Linked DNA regions of Mus musculus: all the other regions are linked to region 4. The links are chromatin contacts, called in public Hi-C and HiChIP or PLAC-seq maps. All regions are on one chromosome and are shown on one strand. Each heading gives the region's core, a stretch centred on a gene start, on an enhancer-like site or on the middle of the called end of the contact. The rest is flanking DNA. Distances are from core to core; before and after follow the strand shown.

Evidence for each region. HiChIP or PLAC-seq counts read pairs in DNA pulled down with a chosen protein or histone mark. A called contact is a pair of places that touch in the nucleus more often than the background predicts.
Region 1: a CTCF HiChIP or PLAC-seq map of embryonic stem cells shows a contact between it and region 4, with 4 times the contacts expected there. The contact joins the enhancer-like site here to the promoter of Tmem54 in region 4. A contact is called at or near these places in 6 of 39 promoter capture datasets (the 3T3-L1 cell line, the HPC-7 cell line, embryonic stem cells and 2 more), 2 of 15 datasets of contacts at CTCF or cohesin (the NIH/3T3 cell line and embryonic stem cells), 17 of 484 Hi-C or Micro-C datasets (the G1E-ER4 cell line, the HL-1 cell line, cerebellum and 7 more), 8 of 115 datasets of contacts at active chromatin or transcription factors (the NIH/3T3 cell line, craniofacial prominence, embryonic hindbrain and 4 more) and 1 of 9 other capture datasets (embryonic stem cells).
Region 2: a Hi-C map of epidermal suprabasal cells shows a contact between it and region 4, with 2.1 times the contacts expected there. The contact joins the promoter of Zfp362 here to the promoter of Tmem54 in region 4. A contact is called at or near these places in 2 of 39 promoter capture datasets (embryonic stem cells and hippocampal neurons), 1 of 484 Hi-C or Micro-C datasets (epidermal suprabasal cells), 7 of 115 datasets of contacts at active chromatin or transcription factors (the NIH/3T3 cell line, craniofacial prominence, embryonic forebrain and 2 more) and 2 of 9 other capture datasets (adipose tissue and embryonic stem cells).
Region 3: an H3K27ac HiChIP or PLAC-seq map of embryonic stem cells shows a contact between it and region 4, with 5 read pairs. The contact joins the promoter of Zbtb8b here to the promoter of Tmem54 in region 4. A contact is called at or near these places in 8 of 39 promoter capture datasets (the 3T3-L1 cell line, embryonic stem cells, hippocampal neurons and 4 more), 2 of 15 datasets of contacts at CTCF or cohesin (embryonic stem cells and large pre-B cells), 13 of 484 Hi-C or Micro-C datasets (the P5424 cell line, Sertoli cells, cortical neurons and 3 more), 5 of 115 datasets of contacts at active chromatin or transcription factors (embryonic stem cells and pancreatic cancer cells) and 2 of 9 other capture datasets (adipose tissue and liver).

Annotation. Positions count from the first base shown.
Region 1 is chr4:128,714,699-128,717,891 of GRCm38.p6, reverse strand. All of the region lies in intron 7 of Phc2 (polyhomeotic 2), which reads right to left. Among named protein-coding and RNA genes, the nearest start is that of Gm33712, 11 kb to the left of the region's middle. RefSeq lists an enhancer at 877-3,193. Within about 2 kb of position 1,866, at least 118 of the 459 cell types and tissues checked have an H3K27ac peak or open chromatin away from gene starts, as enhancers often do. A contact at or near this core is called in cerebellum, craniofacial prominence, embryonic limb bud and 6 more, where this site is marked.
Region 2 is chr4:128,804,297-128,807,529 of GRCm38.p6, reverse strand. Zfp362 (zinc finger protein 362) reads left to right here and starts at 1,418. Exons shown (of 9, transcript NM_001081098.1): 1 at 1,418-1,518.
Region 3 is chr4:129,439,418-129,442,350 of GRCm38.p6, reverse strand. Zbtb8b (zinc finger and BTB domain containing 8b) reads left to right here and starts at 1,533. Exons shown (of 4, transcript NM_153541.3): 1 at 1,533-1,577.
Region 4 is chr4:129,103,709-129,106,903 of GRCm38.p6, reverse strand. Tmem54 (transmembrane protein 54) reads right to left here and starts at 1,374. Exons shown (of 6, transcript NM_025452.4): 1 at 1,173-1,374. The coding sequence starts at 1,188.

The DNA.
Region 1 (3,193 bases), core at 617-3,116, 390 kb after region 4:
GTAGGTCCTCACGTGGTCAGGCAGGAAAGAGAAGACAAAGTGAAGGCATCTGGAGATCAAAAAAGGAGCCAACAGGATATCTACAACAGCACTGAGCTAAGGCTGTGGCGCCCCGCAGACCGGCATTCTCTCAGCTGCCTCTGGGCAAGACGGAAAGCCAGTCCAGAGGAGGAGGGTGCCAGGCCTGGTAGTTGCAGAGGGAAAGATGCGTGAGTCACTCAGGACTGGGGTGTCCCCGGTGCTGTCTGAGGCAGCCCTCCTGTTTGCTCCATGCTACAAAGTCCCATCTTCAAAGTACAGCTTGGATTTCCACAACCTTTCATAGAATTTCAGCTCTTGCCCAGCTCTGTACTCCCATGGTGTGGCGTAGTAGCAGGCACAAAATATGTGTCAAATGAGTATTTCTTGAACTGAACGGAACAGTTGAAGACGTGGAGAAAATGATTGGGAATGGCGGTTGATTTGGAATGCCGGTTCACCGGATGCATCTTCCTTTGTGAGGTGGGAGGAAATGCCTCCGTGAGATCCAACTGTAAGGTATTTTCTCAATTAGTGATCAAGGGGGAAAGGCCCCTTGTGGGTGGGACCATCTCTGGGCTGGTAGTCTCAGTTCTATAAGAGAGCAGGCTGAGCAAGCCAGGGGAAGCAAGCCAGTAAAGAACATCCCTCCATGGCCTCTGCATCAGCTCCTGCTTCCTGACCTGCTTGAGTTCCAGTCCTGACTTCCCTGGTGATGAACAGCAGTATGGAAGTGTAAGCCGAATAAACCCTTTCCTCCCCAACGGCTTCTTGGTCCTGATGTTTGTGCAGGAATAGAAACCCTGACTAAGACAGGGTGAAAGGAGAAATTCACACAACTGGTTTTCTCTTTCTTGGCACAAACACAGGCATGTCCGCACATAATGCAGGCACACGTGTATGCACGCATTCACACCCACCTTCGCCGTGAAGGATCCTGGGTAACCCCCCACCCCACCTCCCGCTGATAATTAATGAGTTCTGAGTTTTCCCTAAGCCTAAGAGTTTCGTAATCTAAATCTGGCCCTACACTGCTGGGATAACTTTCAAGGCTGGCTCTACTGTTTTAACAGGAAAATCGCTGGCAATTTCCACCTGCAGCTGGATAGCAGGCTCACCTGCATGCTTAGCTGTTTACTGCATTTTTTTTTTTCCCTAGTGAAAGTGTGACCCATTAATTTAGCAGCTGCTTTGGGAGGAATATACACAGTACTCAAGAATCCTTGAACCAGAAAGCATCACTCTGCCCAGCCTATCACAGATGGAAATCTCTGCCCCCTGACACAAATCCACTCTGTGATAAAACAGCTACGTGGCAGGCCTGCCCTTCAGAAGATTTCCCCTCGGAGTCAAAACCTGAGGCGGTTGAGGAGACTGAACAAAGGCCTGGCATCTGGAGGTCCATCTGAGTGAAAGGGGCCCAGGAGCTTCAGAGACTCTCCAACCCCCTTTTACAACAACACACTCCTCCTGGTCAGCAACTGTCTCCTCACCATCGGGTTGGGCCTGAGTGTTACCCAGAGCCCAGAGTTTATCACCCAGAATGGTGACTCAAAGGACCAAGCCTCTTAGTTGGAGCTATGGTCAGGTTGCCTTAGGTCTTGGCTGTCCCAGAGGCCGGGCCCACAGGACCCTTCTGCCTGCCCTCTTCTGCCTTCTATGATCCAGTCTCCCTAGCCCTAAGAAGGGCAAGGCCAGACCCCTTGCCTTCCCTTCCAAGGCTCAACATCCTAGGCTCCGCTCTCCTGCCCTGCCTCCCCTCCCCCATCCACACTCTTTCAGGGCATAAGGGACCTTTTCTATTTGCACAGCCTAAAGAAGCTGGTTGCCAAGGTGACAGGAGCAGGAACAGCAGGGAGCTTGCCATGGGGGAGGGGCTTTGCCCCCAAACAGCTGTCAGTGGGAGCAGTCCCAGCTGGGGCAGGAGGGCTTGCCTCTCTGGAGGAAACACCCCCAGGGAAGACACATTCCTCTTTGCTGCCCCTGCCCTCCCCCCGCAAGTCTCAACTGCCCACCTTCCTCCTGGGGCAGCCAGCCAGCTTTAAACAAAAATGCTCCCGTAACAAAACAGACTCTCCTCCAGTATACAGCGCTCTCTCACAAGCACAAGCATGCCTGCTCGGCTCTCCCGCCTTCGCCCCTTCCTCATTGACACACAGTGGGCTGGCTGGGCAGAAGGCCAGCCATCACCTCTGCGCCCGAGGAACTGTGCAGTCTGACAGGTGCTGCTTTGCTCTGTTCCCCCCAACCCCCATCAGGTTGAAAGAATTATTTCGGTCTTTTTTTTTGTTCCACAGGCCCAGAGAGGCCCAGTGGCTCCTAAGCCTCCCCCAGCTGCCTTCCTTTTGGGAGGTGAGAGTCGAGGAGTGGAGAGGCTTATGGAGGGGTGGGGGTTGGAGAGAAAGGAAGAATGGGCCAGACAGTGGGAGGCAGGAACAATGCCAAGCCCACTGATCTGCGTCTCTGGGGAGAGGGTCTTTGTATTCCTTAGCACACAGCTGCTCCACGGAAAGTTCTGTGGGGCCACCAGTCTCATCTGCATCACACCCACACTGTCAGGCTCAGCCCCAGGCTCTCAAGCCTGCTGTGGACCTTTCCGGGGCTCAAGAGCTTAGAGAGGTAGCCATTTGGATCTGCAAATCAACATACAGCCTTAGTTAGAACCCCCAGGTTCTCTGAGCATTGGGCTGGGAAGAGGAGAGGCAAGGAGGCCCCAAGTCACTGTAAGAATTGGGAGTGTCCCTTGGCCTGGTTGAGGGTGCAGAGCTGAGGATATGGGGTGTGGAGTTGGGCCCAGCCCCTCACTGACTACCCGTGATTTTGAGGACTGTATGATGCAAGTTCTTGGGGCGATCTCCCTGGGCCTCAGATTTCCCAACTGCCAAACAGAAAGGGCTCTCTCAGAGACAGAAAAACATGGCATGCACAGGATACAGGCTCTCCAACGAAGGATAGACTGCCTGTGGGTATCTTTCTTCTCTCTGTCCATCTTCTTGGAGATCATAGAGATGCCAGCAGCCTTGGAAGCCACTCAAGACCTGCTTTGCTCTGTTTCAAAATCCTTAGAATTTGGGGCTGGTTTCGATCTAGAGAGAAGCTACACTTTGGTCTGGGCAGGATTGAGATTCCCAAGGTACTGGGCCCTGAGATTGCTCCAGTGATAGAACTTAGAAGT
Region 2 (3,233 bases), core at 169-2,668, 300 kb after region 4:
TCTCTAGGAGAGTAGCCTTCTCTGTGTTGTCAATACCATATCATTCCAGTTAATTTTTGCCGCTTGCTTATTGTGCCTCTGCCCTATGCCCGGAATTGTGTGCTTGATGCTTTGAGAAGGAACCAACGACCTCCGTGGGTCCCACCCTCCAGCTTCCCCAATGTGTGACATCCTGTGCTAAACTGGAATCCTCACGAGGACAGCGACTTTGTCCACACTTTTTAGAACTGTGTTCCCAGCCAACTAGCGCACGTGCCTATGAACTTATACTTCCCAGAAAGCAGGATGGTTTTTTGTGTCCTTCCTTCTCTGGGATGCTTAGGACGGCAGAGGCAGCCCTGATCCTCTAGGCCTGCAGGTGGACAGCAGAGTGTGCCACAGAAATCTAAGCGGGTTCGGAATCGGGAATGCCTGCCTCCTCAGGTAGAAGTGAAGTTTAGAAGTTGACACAGCCCGCGAGGCCGAATCAAGAGGACTTGGTGACTGATTGGCTGGGGAGGGTGAGGCGGGAGGAGGAGTCGCGCAGATGGCTCTGAGGTCTGGAGCTGGGGGGACAGGCGGTGCCACCTCTGATAGACTTTCTAGAAGTGCTGTCAGCTCCTGGTCGCCCCACCGCTGAGACTCAGGCCTAGGGTTGGGAAGCGGTGTCCTGGCTTGTGCAAACTTCTGCACCCCACCCCGCCCCCACGTCCTTTCTTCAGAAATAAATAACCAAAATCTTAGCAGGGATCTTGAGCCTGGCCGTTTGTCACCGGGTGTGTGTGTGGGGGGGGGGGGGAGCACCGTGGGGGTCTGCACCAGCTTGCGATTTCCCAAGGAGGGACACCCCCACCCCTCCCGAGAGCAGCGTGACCAGCCAGTCCCGGGTCCCCAGGCCACCGCCACCCGGGAGCGGAGTCTGGGCGGGACAATGGCCGCGGCCGCCCGGGCCCCGGGAGCCCCCGTGCTGGGGAAGGGGCTGTCCTAGGGCCGGGCGCCGGTGCCCTCCCCGCGCGGCTCGGGCGGGCGGAGGGGGGCGCGGAGTTCCTTTGTGGCTCAGCCTCCGGCGCGGCGCGGCGCGGGCAGGGGGCGCCGCGCAACTTTCCTTGGCGGCGGCGGCGGCGAGCGCGAGACGAGGCCCCGGGGCCGAGCGGGGGCCCCCAGCGCGCGGCCCGTCCCCGCCCCGCCGGCCCCCTCCCCTCGCCGTCGCCAGCGCCGGGCGCTGCCCACTCGCCGGAGCCCCGGGGCCGGGCGGGCTGCGCAGCCGAGAGGCGGGGGGCCGGACGCGGCTCGCTCGCGGGGCCCAGCGCGCCGGGGCCGCGCGGCTGCACAGCCGGCCTCCGCCGCCGCGGCGCCTGCAGAACCCAGAAGTGAACAGCAGGCGACCCGGAAGGTTTGCGCGCCGCTCCGCACCGAGCCCCAGCCGCGCGCCGCCGCCACCGCCGCCACCGCCGAAGCCGGGAGCCCCCAGCCCGGCCCTACTCGGGCCGCCGGGCTCGGGGCTGCGGCCGCGTCCCGGAGCGCCGCCAGCACTGCCAGGTCCGTGCGGGCCCGGGGCGCGCGGGGGAGCGGGCCCGCCCGCGGGAAAGTTGCGCCGAGTTGCGGGGCGGGGGCCGGGCGGGCGCGAGCGCTGTCAGCGCGGGGCGGCCGCGCTGCGTGGGCCCGGGGGTCGCCGGTGCCTCGGGCCGGGCCCCGGGGCGGCCGTGGCTGCGGCGGCTGCGCGCGCGGGGTAGGCAGCGTCTCCCGCGGCGTGTCTGGGGTTCGTCTCCGAGTGTGTGCGTGTGTGTTTTCCTAAGCCGGGCTATTCAAACCTGCTGCAATTCTCCGGTAAACAATGATTCATGGGGCTTAATGCAAATAAACGGATTGCAAACGGCGCGGTTCGCGCACTTTGCAGCCGGCCCGGTGGAGCGGCCAGTGCCGGATTTCTCCGTTTTTTTGCAGATCTGCAGAATATGGCGTCCCTGTCCTGTTTTAAAAATAAGCCAGGCTGCCATTTTTGTTTTTCTTTTGTCTGAAGATTTTAATAAAACTGTCTGAGAATGTGGGAGAGGCGGCTGGAAGCAGAGGGGGCACCCGAAGGGTTGGCTTTTTTCCTTTTCTTTGGAGAGAGCCGGGAGCCTTTCGGGGAGGTGAGACACAATACAATTACACTTTAAAGGAAAAAATAAGGGGGAGAGAAGCTGCCGGGTGATTTGGGGGGAGGGGGCTGGGAATTTAAAGTTAACTCTGAAAGTTTTCTTTTCTTTCTTGCTTTTTTTTTTTTTTAAGATTTTTTTTTTCTTCCCCTGAGGGCCCTGAGATGCCGCGAAAGGATATGGGGGCCCATTTCTCTGTTTCTTCCCACCTAGCTAGTCGCCTTTGCAGGGTTTTTGGGAAAAGTTAACTGCCGGTTTCCCCAGAACTGCGTGGGTGGGGATGTCGTGTGTGTGTGTGTGTGTGTGTGTGTGTGTGTGTGTGTGTGTGTAGGGCTGAGGTGAGAGGTTTTGGGAGGAGTCGTTTGGACGAGGCTCTGTATCAAAGTGGTATTGTAAGGAACTATATTGTAGCCCCAGATTTGGGGGAGTTGGCTGGCTCTAGGGGCATAAAGTGGGCCCAGGGTTTGGAGCTAAGATCCCTGTCATGAGGACATGACCCTTCTTGCCACCCTGTCCTCCAGCAGTGTGGATCCTTTAGGAGCTGTGTGTGTGTTGGAGATGGAGGGAGGCTTGCCCCTTCATGGGTGGCCAGAGCCCCCTTGGTGGACAGGAAGTTTTGGTAGCCCCCTCTTGGGGCAAGTCTGGTTGATTGCAGTGGAAGAACCCCCTTCAGGTATGGGTGGTCTTCTTAGCCTCCAGAGATGGCCTCTGTTGATGAATGTCCTTAGTGGTGGGTTTTTAGCTGGGTACAGGCCTGCAGCTCCTGTGGGTCCCGATATACATAGGAGTAGCTGACTGCCTGGCCCTTGTGTTCTGGGCCTGTCCTCTGCTTGTGTTAACTCCTTTCTGCCACCCGGCCTGCCACTTTGAAGTCTCCTGATTGGACATCAGTTGAGTTTCTGAAGTGGCTGACTGGACTGGCTGGTGACTGTACAGGCAGCAGAGTGGTATGAGGCCAGGCCCATAAAATCTGAATGTGGTCTTTTCCCCTTTTGGGGGAGACTCTGTCCTAGGAGGATGCTCTGAGCCTTTGTGCTTATCTAGGGCCCTCCCCCCATTTCCTGGAGGGAAAAGTCTCCTTTCAGAGCGGTGTCCTGGCTTCACCAGGCCAATGTG
Region 3 (2,933 bases), core at 284-2,783, 340 kb before region 4:
TTTAAAGAAACGTGGTACAGCTGGAATGATGATGGTTCGGCGGTAAAGAGCACTCGCTGTTCCTACAGAGGACCCGGCTTTCATTTCCGGTGCCCACGTGGTACCACCCAATTGTCTATAACTCCAGTTCCAGGGGATCTGAAGCCCTCTCTGGTCGGCTTTATCAGTCACACACACGGATTCCAGAAGAAATCAGAAATTGGTAAAGGCAAATGTAGATTCATTGACATTTTGACCAAACCTAGGAGAGAAAGAAGTCGAATTTCTTCATGATCCTGCCTATTGCCACTTCATAGCTTAAAAACAAACAGCTGGAGAGATGACTCAGTGGTTACGGGCACTGACTGCTTTTCCAGAGGTCCTGAGTTCAATTCCCAGCAACCCCATGATGGCTCACAACCATCTGTAATGGGATCCGATGCCCTTTTCTGGTGTGTCTGAAGACAGTGACAGTGCACTCACATATATGCAATAATAATTTAAAAAGTAAATAAATAATGTGTGACACCACAAAACAAACAGTGTGTGTTCCTGCACGTGCTCGAACGCCCTCCTGTGTGTATGTGGTCATCAGAGGTCCTCAGACTCCTTGGAGCTCAAGTTGCAGGTGGTCGTGGGCAGCTTGATGTGGATGGAGCCTGAACTCAGGCCCTATGCAAGAGTAGAACATGCTCTCAACCACCCAACCACCTCTCCAGCCTCAAATAGGGCTTTGCTTTTTTTTTTTTTCCTTCTTATCCTTTGGGCATCTTGGTACATGTAGTTTTGTCTTTTATACAGAGTGCTGAGAGTCTTGGAGCCACTTTAGCTTCAGAGACCCCATCTTGTACATAGTCTCCATCTTGTACTAGGCTAAATTTTAAGAAACAGCTGAGCTCCCGGAAATGGGTTCAGGCTCCAGGCGCCCCACAGGAATTTAGGTCCACATTACCCTACCCCATGCCTTGCTGGTTAGCACCCAGTCCGGTCTGAAACCCAGCAGCCGCTACACAGGCTCTGATTGGCTGGCCTCAATCCAGGGCAAGTTATCAAGAAAACCATCTGAGGTATTTGACAGGTAGTAACCCACTTAAGATGTCAGGTGTGAGAAACGGTTGAAATACAGCATGCATGCACCCGATTGGCTGCCCCTACCCTACCTAATCTGTGGGTTTTGTTGTTGTTGTTTTGTTATTGTTTTTTATGTTTTTGTTTTTGCTTTAAAAGGTTGTTCTGACTCTCCCTGACACGGTTTGGATCCAGAACCCAGCCGACTTCCTAATATACCGGTTTTTTGAATAAAGAAACTTTTGTTGGCTCGAACTTGGTTTTCATAGTGGATTATTTCCCAAAGTCTCGGACACTAACAAGACCACAACTCCCATCACCCCATGAACGCTGGAGTCTTCAGAGCGCATCCTCCAGAGGTGGGTACCCGGACCATTGACGGACCTGCTGGCTGAAGGGCCCGCCTTCATCAGCCCAAGATCTCCCACCATTGGTCATCTTCCCCGCTTCTCACTGGAGGGCCGCAGGTGAATGAAAGGGGGCGTGTCAGTACTCTCAGCTCGCTGGAGGTGGCTGGAACCCGGTGCCAGGTGAGAACACAACATCCGATCGGCGCCGCGGCTTTTTTGGTTTTGGGGAAAGTTAGGGGCACCTCGGGAGGCTGGCTCAGGGGACAGAGTGCAGGTAGCAGGGACGGTTGCCGTCCTCAGCCAGCTTTGGACCGCCTGGCCCAGTAACTCCCTGGACCCCGGCTGCGCAGAGTCGCTCTCAGTGGTAGACCCTCCCTCTTCTTGCGTGGGGTGGGTGGACACCGAGGCATATGCCCACCCTCCCTGGCTGTGGGTGACCCACCCCCTCACGGTTCAGGTGGGAGTTCTGGCTTCTGCTCATTCTGATCCTGAAGGATACCCAGGCGCCAGGGCTTGGCCAGGCTGGGCCAGTGTCCGCTTGGGCAGTGGTCACTTTGCCGGCGGGAAGACCTGCGAGAGGCAAGGCCTCGGTTTTCACACCCAGACACCAGGGACTGTGCCAATTACCTGGTTCCAGTGGCCTCTTTAGGTTGTCTGACTCTGGATGGAATGTTCCCGGTGTCTTGAGAGCATTTTAGCAGAAGAACCGAAGATGGCAATTGGTCAAAAATTCTACCCCTGCAAAACTCTTAGTTCTTTTCCCCTTTTCCTGGGCCAGAGGAGGGAGTGACTTCCCGGTCTATTGCTAGACCTGTTAGAGGGTTTGGGGAGATCGGTAAACAATGGCTAAGGATTGCCTCTCAGGAGTCTGTAGAATATGGGTTCTAAATCCTGGACGTGTAGCTTTATCTTTGAACCTCAGATTCCCTCTCTGAAAAATGAAAATATTCTGCACTGTGTTAGTATGATCCTAAAATGAATGTTTGTCAAGTAGTTTTCTTAGTGCTTCGAAATGAATGATGTGCAGGAAATTCTAGTCATACTAGTCATTGGAGAGCAGTTTTTATTCTCAGGTTGGTGGAACTGGATGGAGGAGAGTTGTCAGAAAGACGGGGCTGGACATACAGTGCTGATGAATACTGTAATCCTAGCACTGGAGAGGCAGCGGCAAGTGGATGGGACTAGCCTCTGCCTCTCTGCTTCTCTGCCTCTCCGTGCTTGGATTAAAGACAAGTGCCACCACTGCCCAGCTTCGCTTTAATTTTTAAAAATTACATTTCTGTATTTATTTATATATTTATTTATTTATTGTGTGTGTACATATTTTCGCGGAGGTCAGAGTTCAGCTTTTAGGAGTTGGTTCTCTCCTTCCACCATGTGAGTGTTGAGCGTCACACTCAGCCCAGCAGGCTTGGTAGCAAGTGCTTTCACCTGCTGAGCCATCTCACTGCTCCAGTATTTAGTGACTGTTGAGTTGAATTGGAATCGTGTGTAGATTCAGAGTGCCATGAATGTGTGTTAGGCCAGTGCTAAGCT
Region 4 (3,195 bases), core at 125-2,624:
TTTTTTCTGCATAGAGCCAGGTGAGGTTCCCCTAACTGCTCTCCGAGCTCTCCTTTAGCTTGCAGGCCCTGGGACTGTCATCTCAGCAGAGGACAGACCATGGACTGGAAAGGCACGAGGAACTGGAATGGCCTTGTGAAGATGAACAGCTGGCCAAACAGGAAGAGGAATTGCAGCCTTGTTCCAGGGGCCTCCTGGGTCCCACCCTGTCCACCCACCCCATCCACCTACCCATCAGCCAGCCACTACTGGGCTTTGGCTGGGCTCAAGAAACAGCAGCATCTCTGGACCAAGGCTTTGGTCAGACAAGAAGGCTAGGGTTGCTTGCTTTAGTCAGAGCGCCCTAGGCTGGTTTTGGTTCTTCGTTCTCATGCTGGGAACACTGGGCAAGTGGCTGGTGTAGTGCTAAGCGTTTATTAGCAGACCGGAACTTCATCCTGGTCAAGAGGTGGGTGCAACGGTCTTCATTTTACCAAGGAGAAATAGGCATGGCTCGAAAGATGTGTGTGCTGGAGAGTGGGAACGGAACCCCTTAGATCCCAAACAGCAGAGTTTGCCCAGGGCGTGGGGGAGGGGCGCACCAGTCTACTCTGTCAAGATGCTGGCTGACTGGCCTTTCCCTCCAGCTTGGCTGGATGAGAGGAAGGTATGGAAATGGCATCTTTGTAATGCTAAGGAGCCGGGATCCTGGACCCTACATCCACATCCCCATCTCTTCATCTCTCAGCATCTCTTCCCCTACCGGCGGATCCCGAAGCCTATCTAGCCTTGCCCCTTAGAAAGGAAAATAGGGCCAGGAGCTGGGGGTGCCACTGGCCCCACCAAAACCAGGCTTACTCAGAGCTGGGCCTCAGTGCCACAAACCTGGAGCCCCCAGCTGCTGGTCGTGGCGGAAGGAGTTCTAAGTTCTAAGTTAGAGTGAGCTAAGTACTGAGCTCTGGGCTAGTCCCTGAGCCTCGAAATGTTTAGGCTGGTGTGTAGCTCAGTGGTAGAGCACTTGCATAAAGGAAATAAAACCCAGCCGCTTGTCACCCCGCTTCTAAGGAAACTTAGGCTTGAGAGGAAAGTGACCTGAAGCAGGCCAGTACGTGAAGCAGGGTTGGGTGAAGCAGGCGGCTTGACTTCGGGTTGGGGTCCCCCCAGGAGTGGGTCTCCCGTTTGCCCCAGCTCACCTATGCGCAGACACATGTTGATCCCGGCCAGTGGCCCCGCGCTGGTCTCAGCGGGGTCTCGCTTCCATCCTTCTCCTCCGCGGCCTGCGCTCCTCTTCCCGCCCAAGCAGGCTCCTGGCGGCTCCCTTCCCTGCACCCCTCAGTCGCCCAGCCCGGCGTCCTGCGCGCGTTGCCGAGGCCGGTCGGACCGGCTGGGCGACCCCGGGACTGTGCGGCTGAGTCACGGCCACGCCCCTGCTGCTGAGCCAGGCGCCCGGCGCCAGGCCGCCCTCGTTCCTCCTCGCACGCCCATTCCACCGATGGACATTGAGGCTCTAAGGGGTCTCCATCGGCCGTGCTGGGAGCTGGTGGTGTTAGCATGTGAGCGCGACCCCGGATGGTGGTGATGGTGGTGGTGGTGGTGGTGAACAAGACACGGGCACATGGGCCAGGATGGAAGCTGGGAGTGAGCAGGAGCAACCAGGGGTCTGCTTTTTTAATCTACTGTGTGACTTCAGAACAATCGCTTTCCCTCGCTGGGTCTTCCTTTTTCTGGCGGAGGTGCCTCCTGGTCTCAGTCAGGTCTTCCATGTTGAGCAAGGTGCTTTTCCTTTCGGTCTTGGCGGTGGTGGGGTGATCTGTTTGCTCCTTGGAAAATCAAGGGTAATAATTCTTGTTTCCTGATATAAGGAAATGCAGCTATTAAATAAATTAATAAATAGATAGATAAATAAATAAATTGTAGGGATCAATGAGATGGCTCAGCCAGTAAAGTCCCTTAACCCTATAACCCGATAGCCTGATAGCCCCAGTTCCATCCCTGGGACCCACATGGAAAGGAGAGAACCGACTCCTGAAAGTTGTCCTCCGATTTCCACTGGAGCAGAATATGGCACTGACATACTACAGCACAAACATCTCTCTCTCTCTCTCACACACACACAGAGGTACACACACAGAGGCACACACATACAGAGGGGCGCGCGCGCGCACACACACACACACACACACACACACACACACACACACACACACACACACGACAGAGCCTCACTATGTACTATGTAGTCCTAACTGTCCTGGAACTCACTGTATAGACCAGGCTGGTCTTGAACTCACAGAGATCCTAGAATGTCTATTGTGGGGGCTGCCGAGTTGGCATTGGGTTATATCAAGTGTTAGATGGACTCTTGCTTCGTGATAGTGTCCCTGATGCAGACACAAGTCCTGTCCTCCTCCTTTGGGTTCAGATAGCTGGACACTCACATAGGACCATTTAGCCAGAGTGGTGAATAAACAGGTGGAACGCTCCCAGCCACATCTCTGCCAAGTATTCTGCCTTGGCCAAAGCACAGCACCTCCCTGGACCACCGAGGTCTTTGCAGCAGGCGTAACTGGTCTATTCTGTACCAGATCTGTTCTGTAGCCCATCAGCATAGTCTCCATGGACGAGGCTGTCCTGATGTCTACAGGTTCTCAGAGCCTGGTGACTGTGTGCCTATAGTGTCACCTGTAGTGACACCTCCTGTGTGCCTTGTGTCACCTGGATCAGCACATTCAGCTTCTAGCAGCAGGGGAGGGAGCTGAAGCCCCGGTGCTGTGGGCAGGACAACCGCAGGTCAGGCAGGCAGCTCTGGTCATTCCCAGCGGGTTGGTAAGTGGGCTTTCTTATCAGCTGACTTCTGAAGGGGACATTGTGCAATGGCGAAGGATAAGGAGACAGGATGGATGGAAGGGAAGATGGAGGCAGGTCATTAAGCCATTAGCTGGCGTCTTCCCTAGTGGGCATTAAATGTTATGTCCATGGGCATCTTTTAGCGGTCACTTAGCCAGCTGTTAGCCCTATTGCAAATGGCTACAGGCTCATAATTGTAGCCCAGAAACTCTATTTTTGGGTCTTTATCCTGCAAGAGATGTGGCTGTGATGATGTTTGTGGATGTGGGAGCTGTTCCTAATAGAAGCAGGGCACCAGAGTGGTAATGTTGGTAAGGACCTGAAGAAGGGCAGGGAGGCGGTCTGCTCTTTGCTTTACATATAGGTTCT